4 separate regions of the Sus scrofa genome follow, and regions 2, 3 and 4 are each linked to region 1. The links are chromatin contacts, called in public Hi-C maps. All regions are on one chromosome and are shown on one strand. Each heading gives the region's core, a stretch centred on a gene start, on an enhancer-like site or on the middle of the called end of the contact. The rest is flanking DNA. Distances are from core to core; before and after follow the strand shown. Region 1 holds the start of TOB2 (protein Tob2). Region 2 holds the start of RBX1 (E3 ubiquitin-protein ligase RBX1). Region 3 holds the start of SREBF2 (sterol regulatory element-binding protein 2). Region 4 holds the start of EP300 (histone acetyltransferase p300).

What was found. Hi-C and Micro-C count contacts between places; a contact is called where the count stands out from the background.
Region 2: a Hi-C map of skeletal muscle shows a contact between it and region 1, with 5 times the contacts expected there. The contact joins the promoter of RBX1 here to the promoter of TOB2 in region 1. A contact is called at or near these places in 3 of 47 Hi-C or Micro-C datasets (heart right ventricle, liver and skeletal muscle).
Region 3: a Hi-C map of epiblast stem cells shows a contact between it and region 1, with 2.3 times the contacts expected there. The contact joins the promoter of SREBF2 here to the promoter of TOB2 in region 1. A contact is called at or near these places in 2 of 47 Hi-C or Micro-C datasets (epiblast stem cells and heart right ventricle).
Region 4: a Hi-C map of liver shows a contact between it and region 1, with 4 times the contacts expected there. The contact joins the promoter of EP300 here to the promoter of TOB2 in region 1. A contact is called at or near these places in 4 of 47 Hi-C or Micro-C datasets (epiblast stem cells, liver and skeletal muscle).

What each region holds. Positions count from the first base shown.
Region 1 is chr5:7,084,991-7,087,724 of Sscrofa11.1, reverse strand. TOB2 (protein Tob2) reads right to left here and starts at 1,328. Exons shown (of 2, transcript XM_021091455.1): 1 at 1-1,328. LOC110260629 (a long non-coding RNA gene) reads left to right here. Exons shown (of 7, transcript XR_002343880.1): 7 at 1,796-2,734.
Region 2 is chr5:7,514,044-7,516,777 of Sscrofa11.1, reverse strand. RBX1 (E3 ubiquitin-protein ligase RBX1) reads left to right here and starts at 1,390. Exons shown (of 5, transcript XM_021091464.1): 1 at 1,390-1,549. The coding sequence starts at 1,472.
Region 3 is chr5:6,783,353-6,786,086 of Sscrofa11.1, reverse strand. SREBF2 (sterol regulatory element-binding protein 2) reads left to right here and starts at 1,363. Exons shown (of 19, transcript XM_021091444.1): 1 at 1,363-1,642. The coding sequence starts at 1,555. It overlaps MEI1 (meiosis inhibitor protein 1), which reads left to right. Exons shown (of 36, transcript XM_021091442.1): 36 at 1-130. It overlaps CCDC134 (coiled-coil domain-containing protein 134), which reads left to right. Exons shown (of 7, transcript XM_021091452.1): 7 at 1-130.
Region 4 is chr5:7,393,119-7,395,852 of Sscrofa11.1, reverse strand. EP300 (histone acetyltransferase p300) reads left to right here and starts at 1,338. Exons shown (of 32, transcript XM_001929213.5): 1 at 1,338-2,711. The coding sequence starts at 2,618.

The sequences.
Region 1 (2,734 bases), core at 79-2,578:
TCGGGTCTCCGCGGTGGCGGGGCGGTGTGCCGGCCGCGGGGCGGCTTCTCCCTCCAGGGTGGTCCTGAGCGCGGGGCGGAGGTCACTCTCCCTTCTCTCCCGGGCGCCGCCCGGCCGGGGGCCAAGGTGTCTTTTTCTTCGTTGAGGGTTGGGGGACGATTGAGGGGGCTTATGGGTTATGATTCTCAATAATTCTTTCTGCTTTTTGGAGGTCGGGCTCGGCGGCTAGGGACGGAGGGCGGGCGGGCCGGCCGGCGGCGACGAACCGCGGATGGCGGACTCGAGGGTGGTTCGTGTCGCGGGGCGGAGTACGGTCTGGGCTGTGGCCGGCGAATTGGTCTTGCCCTTCTGGCCTCGCGTTTCCCAAGCCACTCGCTCCCCCCCACCAAGAACCCGCTCCTTCCCGCGCCCCGGCCCGAAGTGAGCAAAGTCAATGAAAAGTTTCACCCTTAGCAACCCTGCGCACGGATCCGCCTTCCCCACCCCTGCGTGATGCGTCCCTCCGCCCTGCAGGGGCGGGGCCGGGCGCTGGGCCGGGACTACTTCCCAGCCAGCAGGCAGCTTAACCCCTGGAGGCGCGCGGCTCCCTGCTCCGCGTGGAACCCGGGGGCCCTTGGCCACCGCCCTAGTCCTACGCGTGGGTGGCCGGTCACCCTCCTCACTCAGATCCTGGCTCAAATATCAGCAAGGCTGCCTCTGACCGCCCTGTGTAACGCGGGCCGCCTCCCCTTCCCATCACGACGCCGGCATCGTAGTTATTTTCTTCATGCCCAAACTGCTCAAATTGTCCTCATCGTGTAAAGTGTTTCCCTATGCAGACAGCAAGCTTGCGAGGGTAGGGTCCCGGTTTGGGACCCAGCTGCTCACTTTAGGTGTGCTGGATGAATGGGTGTCCAAAAGAAGGGGACGTCCCCGCTGTGTCTTCAGCCCTGCACCTGCCCTGGCGCCGAGGGTTCGTATGCTTTCCCGAACCATCGCGCAGGCCACCTCGGCGAATCCCTTCAGCTCGGCGCATCTGACAGTCCGACTTTTCCCGCAGCACTCGCACCACACCAGTAAAATCTCTTCGCGGGTGGGGAGCTCAGGGGACTACTGGAGTTCTGGACAGATTTTGGACCTTTATCAACTCCAGTTGTCCCGAATCTTCCAAGAGCCTCGTGCCTCATTTGGGGACGACGCCTAACGTCGAGGGGAGTGCGAGGGAGAAACCGGGGCTTGGGCACGCAAAACGGGAGTAAGAAGGGGCGAGGAGGATGGGGGCGCAGGAAAAAGAGCCAAGCGATACATTAACCTTCCACTCGCGGCCTCTGGCGCGGGTTAACCTCACCGCAGGGACCCGGCCAGCGCTCTCTGCGCAGACGCGCGAGCGCGTCCTCCGCCTGCTGCAGGCGGAGCTCCGGCGTCAGAGGACGCCCCTTTTGGTTCTTCCCAGTCGTCGAACCCCCCCCAAAAAAGGGGTTACTGGAGCCTCATCCTTCAGCAACAGCCTTCGCCGGCATCCTAGGGCGCCTGTTTATGCCAGATGCCCCAGGCTTGCGCACCAGACGGTCCCTTGATTCAGACTCGCACTTACATCCCTTGCCCCTGCTATGGCCAAGGGGGTCACTCGGCTACTTTGTCACTGTGAGGGGCGCGGAGTTGGGGGTGGGGAGGCCTGTGCCGAGTGAGGTCACAGGCACGGTAGACTGCCAGGTGAAGCCCAGGGCCACTGGGAGCTTTCGCCTTAAGTCTTATTCCCATCCCTTCTTTAATCGCCCATTCCCTAACTCTCTCTCACACTTTATTCTCATTCTAGATGGTTCCGGCCCAACGGCAGTCGCCGAACCCACGTGGGGTGGCGAGATCCAAAAGTTTCCAGACACGGTTTGCAGTTTTTTTTTCCTTGATCACTTTTTTTGGCAAGGACAGGCGGCAATGGTAGCGTAGGGGTTTAATGCGCTTCTCCTGACTGCAGCGGAGAAACGCTGGACTGGAGGGCAAACTCCAAGGGGACAAGAAGGGGGAGGGAGCCTGGGCCGGAGCGTCCCCATCCCCCACACCCCGAGCGCTTTATCCCCTGGGGCACCTCCAGGGACTACTTGCTTGTGCGTCAGCAAGTGGCAGAGCGTCACTTACACGCCCCCACCGCCTTGCCCGACTCCATCCCTCCCCTTTTTTTCCTCCTCCCCCACCTCCCTCTCCTCCCTTCCCCTCTCCTCTCCTCGCGAGTCGCAACCCAGCGAGATCTGGCTCGCCGCTCCCTGGTGCTGAAGCGCTAAAAATATAACCAGTATGTTAGCAACAGCCTTCCCATTGGTCGGAAACAGGGAGCGGCGACATCTGATTGGATGTTCGATCCAACCTTTTAGGACTGGGAGGCGGGGGCGTGGAGCCATGGAGGTCTTGGGGGGGAGTGCGTTTGCGCATTGGGGCGCTGCAAGGGATACTGGTATTTGTAGTTATTTACTAGAGGCAGCCTTAGAAGTAGGTGGGTTTGAATCCCAATTCTGCCACCAACCGGGTTATCTTGATTGAAAGGCACAAATTCTCTTTATACCGTCAGACCTGTCCTCTCGTCCTTAAAATGGAGATCGAGATCCTGTGGGGATTAGATATGATACTGTATGTAAAGCTTGGCTCAAATAGTTGCTGTTCTTAATTTAAAGGTCACCGTTCTGGCCAGCTTGCATCCTTCCCGTACTGTGCTCTTCAGTGTGTATACCCCAAAAGGAAACCTTACAAGACAGCATGAGAA
Region 2 (2,734 bases), core at 141-2,640, 430 kb before region 1:
ATCGGAGCTGTAGCCACCGGCCTACACCACAGCCACAGCAACGCGGGATCTGAGCTGCGTCTGCAACCTACACCACAGCTCATGGCAACACCGCAACACCGGATCCTTAACCCACTGAGCGAGGCCAGGGATTGAACCTGTGTCCTAATGGATGCTGGTCAGATTTGCTTCCACTGAACCACAATGGGAATTCCTTTACTGAGATTTTTTGAAGCATTTATTTGTTGACTTGTGTGTTACTTCCCTACCAGAAGTTTCACTCCTTCATCAGTCTCTCCCATCTATAATAGTACCTGGGGTATATATACATTATGAGACCTATATACATACATAGGACCCCAGGTCCTATTTCATATATATTTATATATATATAATACATAGTTAATGAATACATATTATATATATAGTTACATTCAGTGAAAGTGTTGAATGAAGGATAAATATGCCCTCGATACCTTAATTTACTATGGGTTTCTAGTATTCCTGCGGGAACACAATAAATTAGATGACAGAACTCTTGATATGGAATCATTCATTTAACAAAACTTGGTCTTAGAAAAACTTGGTAGTGTTCCTACTAAAACTTTAAGGTCTCTCACAAGTCTTCTCTCTCTACTCCGGTTAAAGCTGCGGCGTTTTCACAGATTTGTTTTCCTGTTTAAAATTAAGACAAGGAAACAAACCCTACTTCTGGTTTAACAGTGGAGTCAAGACCATCCATTACTCTTCAGCTTTCTTTTAAGAGAAGATACGAGATTTCAAATAAGCCAATACAAGATTTAAGAGTGATCTAGCAGTCATACCTCTGCAAGATTAGAGATGAAAAAAAAGTGGAGAGGTGGTCTACAAATGGGAAGGTGATAGAAAGCACAGGTGCTTTGGCTGGAAAGGTGCTATGGCCCAAGGAGGCTAGGACCTCAGGCCGGGCTCAGAAGTGGGTCAGGATCTGAGAAAGACCACTAAGAGTGAGGTCTTGGGTTTCCGCAGCAGGAGGCGGGACGCCCACCCTCGCCCTTTCCCCGGAAGAACGCGACGAGGACCCGCGGGCACTGGAGCTGCGCGGCGGCGGGGAAGGATAGGCTGTGCGCGGGCTGCAGGTCGCGGCCGAGGCGGAGGAAACAGCCGCCGCCCCTGCGGAGGGAGTGAGGCCGGGGGCTTCCCGAGGAAGGGCGATGAGAGCGAGTCCTTTCGAACATTTCCACCCGGCTCTCTCGCGTCGGCCCGGCCCCGCCCGGCCCCGCCCCAGCAGCTCCGGCAACCGCCTCCTCCCAGCCGACGCGGGGTAGAGTGGGGGGCGGGGGGAACCAGCACCAGCGCCTTTAAGAGGCGTGGCCACACGCTCCGCCCCCACTTGCCCCTCGCGCGCCAGTGAGGGGTGGGGTGCGGGAGGAGGTGTCCGGACGGGAGGGGGAGTGAGACGTGCGCTGGCGCGCAGGCGCAGTAACGAGACGACAGATCGTGTGTTTCCAAAATGGCGGCAGCGATGGATGTGGATACCCCGAGCGGCACCAACAGCGGCGCGGGCAAGAAGCGCTTTGAAGTGAAAAAGGTTGGGTCTCGCCAGCGCCTTCCTCAGGGAAACTAGAGAGGCGCGGATCTGGCTGGCAGGCCCAGGATGACCAAGGCGCGGAGGAAAGGGCTTCATTTCAGGGCGTTCCGGGGACCGGGTACCACCAAAGGAAGCCGGGAGGCGGGTCTTAGGGTTGATCGGCGTGACTGCGGCCCACTGTCAGTGCCAGTGTTGGTTTCGCTCGGAGGCTGAGGGGCCAATCACGGAGGTGCTTATTGAGATGCGCGGGGTTGCGACTTGGATGCAGGAGCCAAGCGCCTGAGCTGTCACTGGAGTGGTGGAGGGGTGGGGAAGGCGAGGGTGGGGCGGGTGGAAGGGGGAGTCGAGGGCTGCGGTGGGTGGAGGATGGGACAGTACGGCCCAAGCCGGGAACCTGAGGTCCTACCGCATTGGAGGCTTCTGAGGACCGGGCTAGTGATCTCCGTGCCCCGCCCCTATCCAAAGCTTGGGGTCCCTCTGAGGAACCTCGACCTGGTCCTCGCCTAATCGAGGCCTCCATTAGCCCTCTCTGGCCCTCGCCCCTGCCGAGTTAGTTTCTCGAGTGTAACTCTTGGCTCTTCTGAAAGGTCTGTTGATTTGTTACACAGCCGCCCCAGTCCTGCGGTCATATCCAGAATCCCCATCCGAAAAAAAAAAAAAAAGGCATGGTGGAATTTGTTAAAAAGAAAACGGAGCCCAAGTATTGTTTCAAGTAGGGAGGGTTGAATACAAGTTGCGAACAACCTGGTAAAGTGGGAAAGAAGAAATGTGGAACGTGTCTTTTTGCATGAAATGCCTTACAGTGATTTGCCAGCAGTTTGGGAGAAAAGTGCCCATCCCACATTAGATAAAACAAATCTGTCCAAAATGAAGATTCCAAATAGGGAAGATTTTATCCCTGGAACATCTAGCTAAACCCTGACGGTATTCCCCCGTCTAATGCGTTTTGGCGTTTCATTGTGGGCACTGCATGCTCAGTTACAGCCAGCAGCCATATTGAAGAATAGAAGTAAGATTTTTTTTTTCTTCTTTCCTCCAAGTTGAAGCTGTCGGTGAAAAGTGTTGAAGAAGTTGCTAGACATTGAAAATTAGGTTTGAAGGAGATGAAGGTTTGGGACGTGTCACCAAATTAGGGGGTGAAAGGGAGTTTGGGAATATTTATTGCAGAAGCCAGAGGTTGAATTA
Region 3 (2,734 bases), core at 114-2,613, 300 kb after region 1:
GATGCAGTTCTCATAATTTCAGGTTTCGTCTTAAATATCAATGTTTTCTTTACCGGACCAGAGGCTCTCAGAGGGCAGGAATTGTCTCTTTGCTTGCCCCAGAGATGTTCAATAAATATTGTCAAATGAATGTGCAATGTGATTGGTTGAATTGTGTGATTCCACTTTCCTCACAACTATGAGGGACACTATTCCCATGTTAGAGATGACAAAACTGAAGCTTAGGGCGTTTATTTAGCTCAGAGTCACTCGTTCATAAATGGACCCGTATGCCTGCCTTCACAGGGCCTGTGAAGTCTGTCTTGACCACCAAGCAACAGCTGCCTCTCACAGACCAGCAGTAAACATACTTTCCCCTTTTAATACTGTGAAAGTCGTTGTCAACAGATAGACATTCATGTATGTAATGTTTAATGATGCCATGATAATTACATTGTGTGGATGTAATTTATTCAGCAGGTCGTTATTGGGCTTCCCAATTTTTCTCAATTTACAGAAGACTCTGATGAACGCCTTTGAACACACAAACTTGCAAATTTTTTAAACACTCATATTTGTCTTCCTTATTTATAAATTCCTAGAAACGTGCACATTTGTTTATATCGTGACCAGCTGCAGAACTGAGAAGTTTAAGAGTGGGAATCCGTGGGTGGGTTGCGCCTCATAATCCCCGCATGATGCTCATGCCCGGACCCAACCTCTGGAGGCCTGTGATAGTTCCAGGCACTGGCATTATTTTAAAGGACTGCAAGGGATTCTGATGTACCGGGGTGAGACTGGGTGAGGCTGTCGGAGTAAGCGCGTCGTCGCGGCAGGTGCAAAGGCGCATGAATTGCAAAACATGCTCCACTCTTAGGCGGTTCGCGAGCTTTCGTAGCGCCTTTGCAAGGGGCTTAGCTGGAACGTGACTTTAACGATCTAAGGATTCCTCCGTGCTCCAGTACTAGGGGTCTAGGTTTGATTCCACCCGCTTCCCCAGCGGGCTGGGATCGTGGGGAGGGCGGGAACAGCTGGGAAGATGACGTAATGTGCTTAAGGCTGGCTTCGGGGGCCTCCCGCGGCCGGGGGCGGAACTTGTTAACCCTTCAACTCCCAGCAGTCAGAGGTAGTAGCTTGCGGAGCCAAACCAACAAAAAAGGGAGCGGTTCCTTTAAACGAGGGGAAGAAGGTTGGACTGAGGACCCGGAGCCTTCTCTTCGCATTCGCTAAGAGGCCGCCAGGGGAGGAGCCTTCTTATGCAAATCTGAGCTGCTGATCGTTGACGCGCCATCACCCCACGCGCCGCTCCGCAAGGCGATTGGTCAAGATGGGCCTGGTCCCATTGACAACAAACAAGGGGGTGCGCGGCCTGGGGGCGGGGCCATAGAGGGCGCGGGTTGGGGCGGGGGAATCCCGCCCCGCCCTCCCGCGCAGCGCAAACATGGCGGCGGTTGGCACCGGCCGGTGAGGCAGTACCGGGCGGGAGCTCTTGGGTGTCATGGGTGGTGACGGCGGCACCGCCCTCGCGTCTCCCTGAGCGGGACGGCAGGGGGGTCCTCTGCGCCGAGCCGGGCGATGGACGAAAGCGGCGAGCTGGGCGGTCTGGAGACCATGGAGACCCTCACGGAGCTGGGCGACGAGCTGACCCTAGGGGACATCGACGGTGAGTGATGGGTGGGTGGGTGGATGGGAGTGCGGGGGCGCGCGGAGAGGAAGGGGTTACGGCGGCGCGCGCGGGGGCGCGTACGCCCATCCCCCGGCACCCCAGTCTCGCGCGGGAAGAACCGGCACGCGCGGTCGCCCCGGCAGTCCCCAGCCCTCGGCGCTGCGGGTTTCAGCCCCGCCGGGCCGCTCGGTTTCGGCAGACCATGGGATCTTGTCGGGGGCGTCGCGGGGGAGCGGCCTGAGGGGAGCGCGCGGCCGCCGTTTCCCTTGCGCGCCTACACGCGCCGCCCGAGGTCCCGCTTGCCAGCCAGCGGGCCCACGTCGCACCTGTCACTCCCCGCCCGGCCGCGTGGGCAGCTTGGGATTCCCGGGGCCGGGCCCCCAGGCTCCGCGCGCTCACCCCTCAGGTCTTCTCCGGGTTGAGCCACGGCCCAGTTTCTCCGTGCTTCGGGAAACTTTGGGCAGCGAGCGGCCGCAGAAGCAGGTTGCTGATGAAACGAGTGGTGGCGGCGTAACGTGGACGCATCTCTCCGGGGTTGAGACCGGGCCGCTCCTGCTGTCGTTCTGCACAGGGAGTTGAGCAGCAGGAGTTTTGAGTTGTGGCCCCTCGGGGACAGGCTGGGGAGCGGGTGGCCTTTGTTCCGACGACCTTAACAGCGGAAAGGAAGAGCTGGTAGGAGCCCAGGGATGCTCTCTTGCAATACTCTCATTTGGTGGCTACGGAACCTAAAGTTTGCAGAGGGTCAGCGGCTTGCCCGGGGTCCCCCAGCTGGTTACAGAGCACAGTTCCTGGGCCAGTGTTGGTGTCGCCACTACCTGATCCTGGGGGGTGAGGAGTCCAGTGAATAGGTTAGTCACCAAAATAATAATTCTCAGTAGTTGGGCTCTTCCGATATTCTAGGCCCCAGACACTTTATATTGTTTCACTTATTCCTCACTACAGTCACTCGAGATAGATGTTCTTATTGCTCCTACTTTACAGGACACTGAGAGCAGGAGGTGTTAACTTTAGATTGTCCAGAACCCATGCTCTTAATCAGTAACTCAGGTGTGTTTTGCTCTTGAGTTTTACCAAGTGCTTTCAAGTCCA
Region 4 (2,734 bases), core at 89-2,588, 310 kb before region 1:
TGGGAACCTGAGTTGCTTCGTTAAGATTTTCACTCCTAGGCTCTTAAAAGTTATTCTCCTATTCATTTAAAATTCAATAAACAAGTAGTTCAATTCTGGGGAGAGGGGGAGGCAATAAACAACAACAAAAAACAAAGTAAACTCGACAATAGGCAAACATCAACTAAGGAGCATGAGACTTGAAATACGCTTTAAAAGTTTTTAACTATCTCCATTGATACTACTGATAGAAGTTTCTTTAGGGAGACCTTGCCACTTCGAGTACCAATTTACCCAAGGCCAAACACGGAGGAATCCTGTAACGTGTAGGAATGCGAAAGAATGCTGGTGAGGCCCTCCTTTGCACAACAGTTGTCACACATACATTTTATTTATATTCAAGCATTTTCCTCCATCATTACTTCTTTTTCTGCTTTTTTCCCTCCTTACATTACCTTAAGCACAGTATGTTTCTGCTTCTTTCCCCATACATTATCTTTAAGGCACTGCCTAAACGTGTTTGTTGTTGTTTCAAGCTGGTTTTTGAGAGTGGGTTAAAAGAAACACCCTAAAATGTCTTCAGGTCCAGGACGTGTTCAGAAAATAATTCAAGGCTCCTTTGGTTAGAGTGCTACCTGGTAGGGGCGTGTGTCCACGTGGTGAGCAAGAAATAATTTGGATCTGGTCTTAAAACATCTTCTCGCTGCTGTGATTTTTGTTTCCTGATTATCAAAATAATGTATGTTCACTGGCAAAAAAAACTGGAAAGTTAGGGGGAAAAGGAAACAACAACTCGTAATCGGCGTGGTTTTTGGATATGAGCTTTTCCATTTGGTTAAGAGATGGAGAAGAACGCACTGTCTCTGGCCCGGAATATCGAGCGGCAGGGTATCCTCTGCCTGCTAAATTCAACGGGGTTCGGAAGACCAGTCAGCTAAGGGCCCGGGGCGCAGGGCCATCCCCACGGCGCTCCTATTCCGCCACCTGTGCGGTGACTTGGCGCCTTCCCGGCGTAACTGCTGGGCTCCGTCACCCCCGGTTCCCACCGGGCTCCTACGCAGAGACCCAGCCCAGGCACCTTCCCTGGTAAGTGTCCACCGACTGAAAATAGATCCCAAGTCTGCCCCTGACCCCCCCCCCCTCAAACCTCCCCTTTAAAGGGAGCCACCGGGTGACGCCGGGGGAGTTTGCGGAAGCGCCAACCGCGTTGGGGCCTTGGGCGGATCCCGTGATTGGAGCCGGCCCCGCCCCCGGATCCTCTTCCCCCATTGTGTGAGCCGCTAGGCCCGAGGCCCCGCCCCCTGCCACCTCCCTCCGGAGGCCCAACCCCTCCCCTTTTTTTCACCCCCCCCTTTGGCTCATTTCCGGCCGCCGCTGCTACCGCTAGCCTGTAAGGAGGATTCGGCAGAGGGAAGAAACAACAGCCGCCATCTTGTTTGTGTGCTAGGCTGGGGGGGAGAGAGGGCGAGAGGGAGCGGGCGAGAGTGGGCAAGCGGGACGCCGGGCTGAGTGCGAACTGCGAGAGCGAGAGTACGGAGGGGAGCCGGGCCGGAGAGAGGCGGCAGGGGCCGAGACAGTGGCAGGGGGCCCGGGGCGCACGGGCTGAGGCGACCCCCAGCCCCTCCCGCCCGCACACACCCCCACCGCGGCCCGGGAGCCGGGCCGGCGTCGACGCCTAGGGGGGACCATTACATAACCCCGCGCCCCGCGGCGCCTTCGCCCGCCGCCGAGGGCGGCCCCGAGCGGAGCCCCGGGGGCGGGCGCTCCCGGCACCTGGTCGCCGGGGGTGGGGGCCGTAGCGGCGGCCGTATTTATTTATTTTCCGCGGGAGGGAAGAGCGAAAGAGGAGAGCGCGGCGCGAGGGGAAGCCGCCTGCGCCGCCCGCCAGAGCGGGGCCTCCTCGGTGGGCTTGGTGTCGGCGCGGGCGGCGCGGCTCGGCCCGGCCCCCTTGGCCCTCTGGGTCGGCGAGCTCCGGGCCCGGCGTCCTCGCCGCGCCTCCGCCGCCCGCCGCGCGATGTGAGGCGGCGGCGCCAGCCTGGCTCTCGGTTCGGGCGAGCTCTCTGCGGCCATTAGGGGCCGGTGCGGCGGCGGCGCGGAGCGCGGCGGCAGGAGGAGGGTTCGGAGGGTGGGGGCTCAGGTCCGGGAGGGGGCACCGGGAGGAGGTGAGTGTCTCTCGTCGCCTCCTCCTCTCCCCCCTTTTCGCCCCCGCCTCCTTGTGGCGATGAGAAGGAGGAGGACAGCGCCGAGGAGGAAGAAGCTGATGGCGGCGGCGGAGCTCCGAGAGACCTCGGCTGGGCAGGGGCCGGCCGTGGCGGGCCGGGGACTGCGCCTCTAGAGTCGCGAGTTCTCGGGAATTCGCCGCAGCGGACGCGCTCGGCGCATTTGTGTGCCTGTGCCCTCCTCCGGGCCTGGGCCCAGGCCCGGCCCCTCGCGCTCGCCCCTACCTTTTCTATCGAGTCCGCATCCCTCTTCAGCCACCGCGATCCGGCGAAGAGAAAAAGGAACTTCCCCCACCCCCTTCGGGGGCCGGCGGAGTCCCCCAAGCCCACCCCAGGGATCCGGGCGGGGACCCCGGGCTGAAGAAGAGATTTCCCGAGGATTCTCGTTTTCCTCGCCTGTATCTCCGAAAGAATTAAAAATGGCCGAGAATGTGGTGGAACCGGGGCCGCCTTCAGCCAAGCGGCCTAAACTCTCATCTCCGGCCCTCTCGGCGTCCGCCAGCGATGGCACAGGTTAGTCTTGGGAGCCCAGGCCT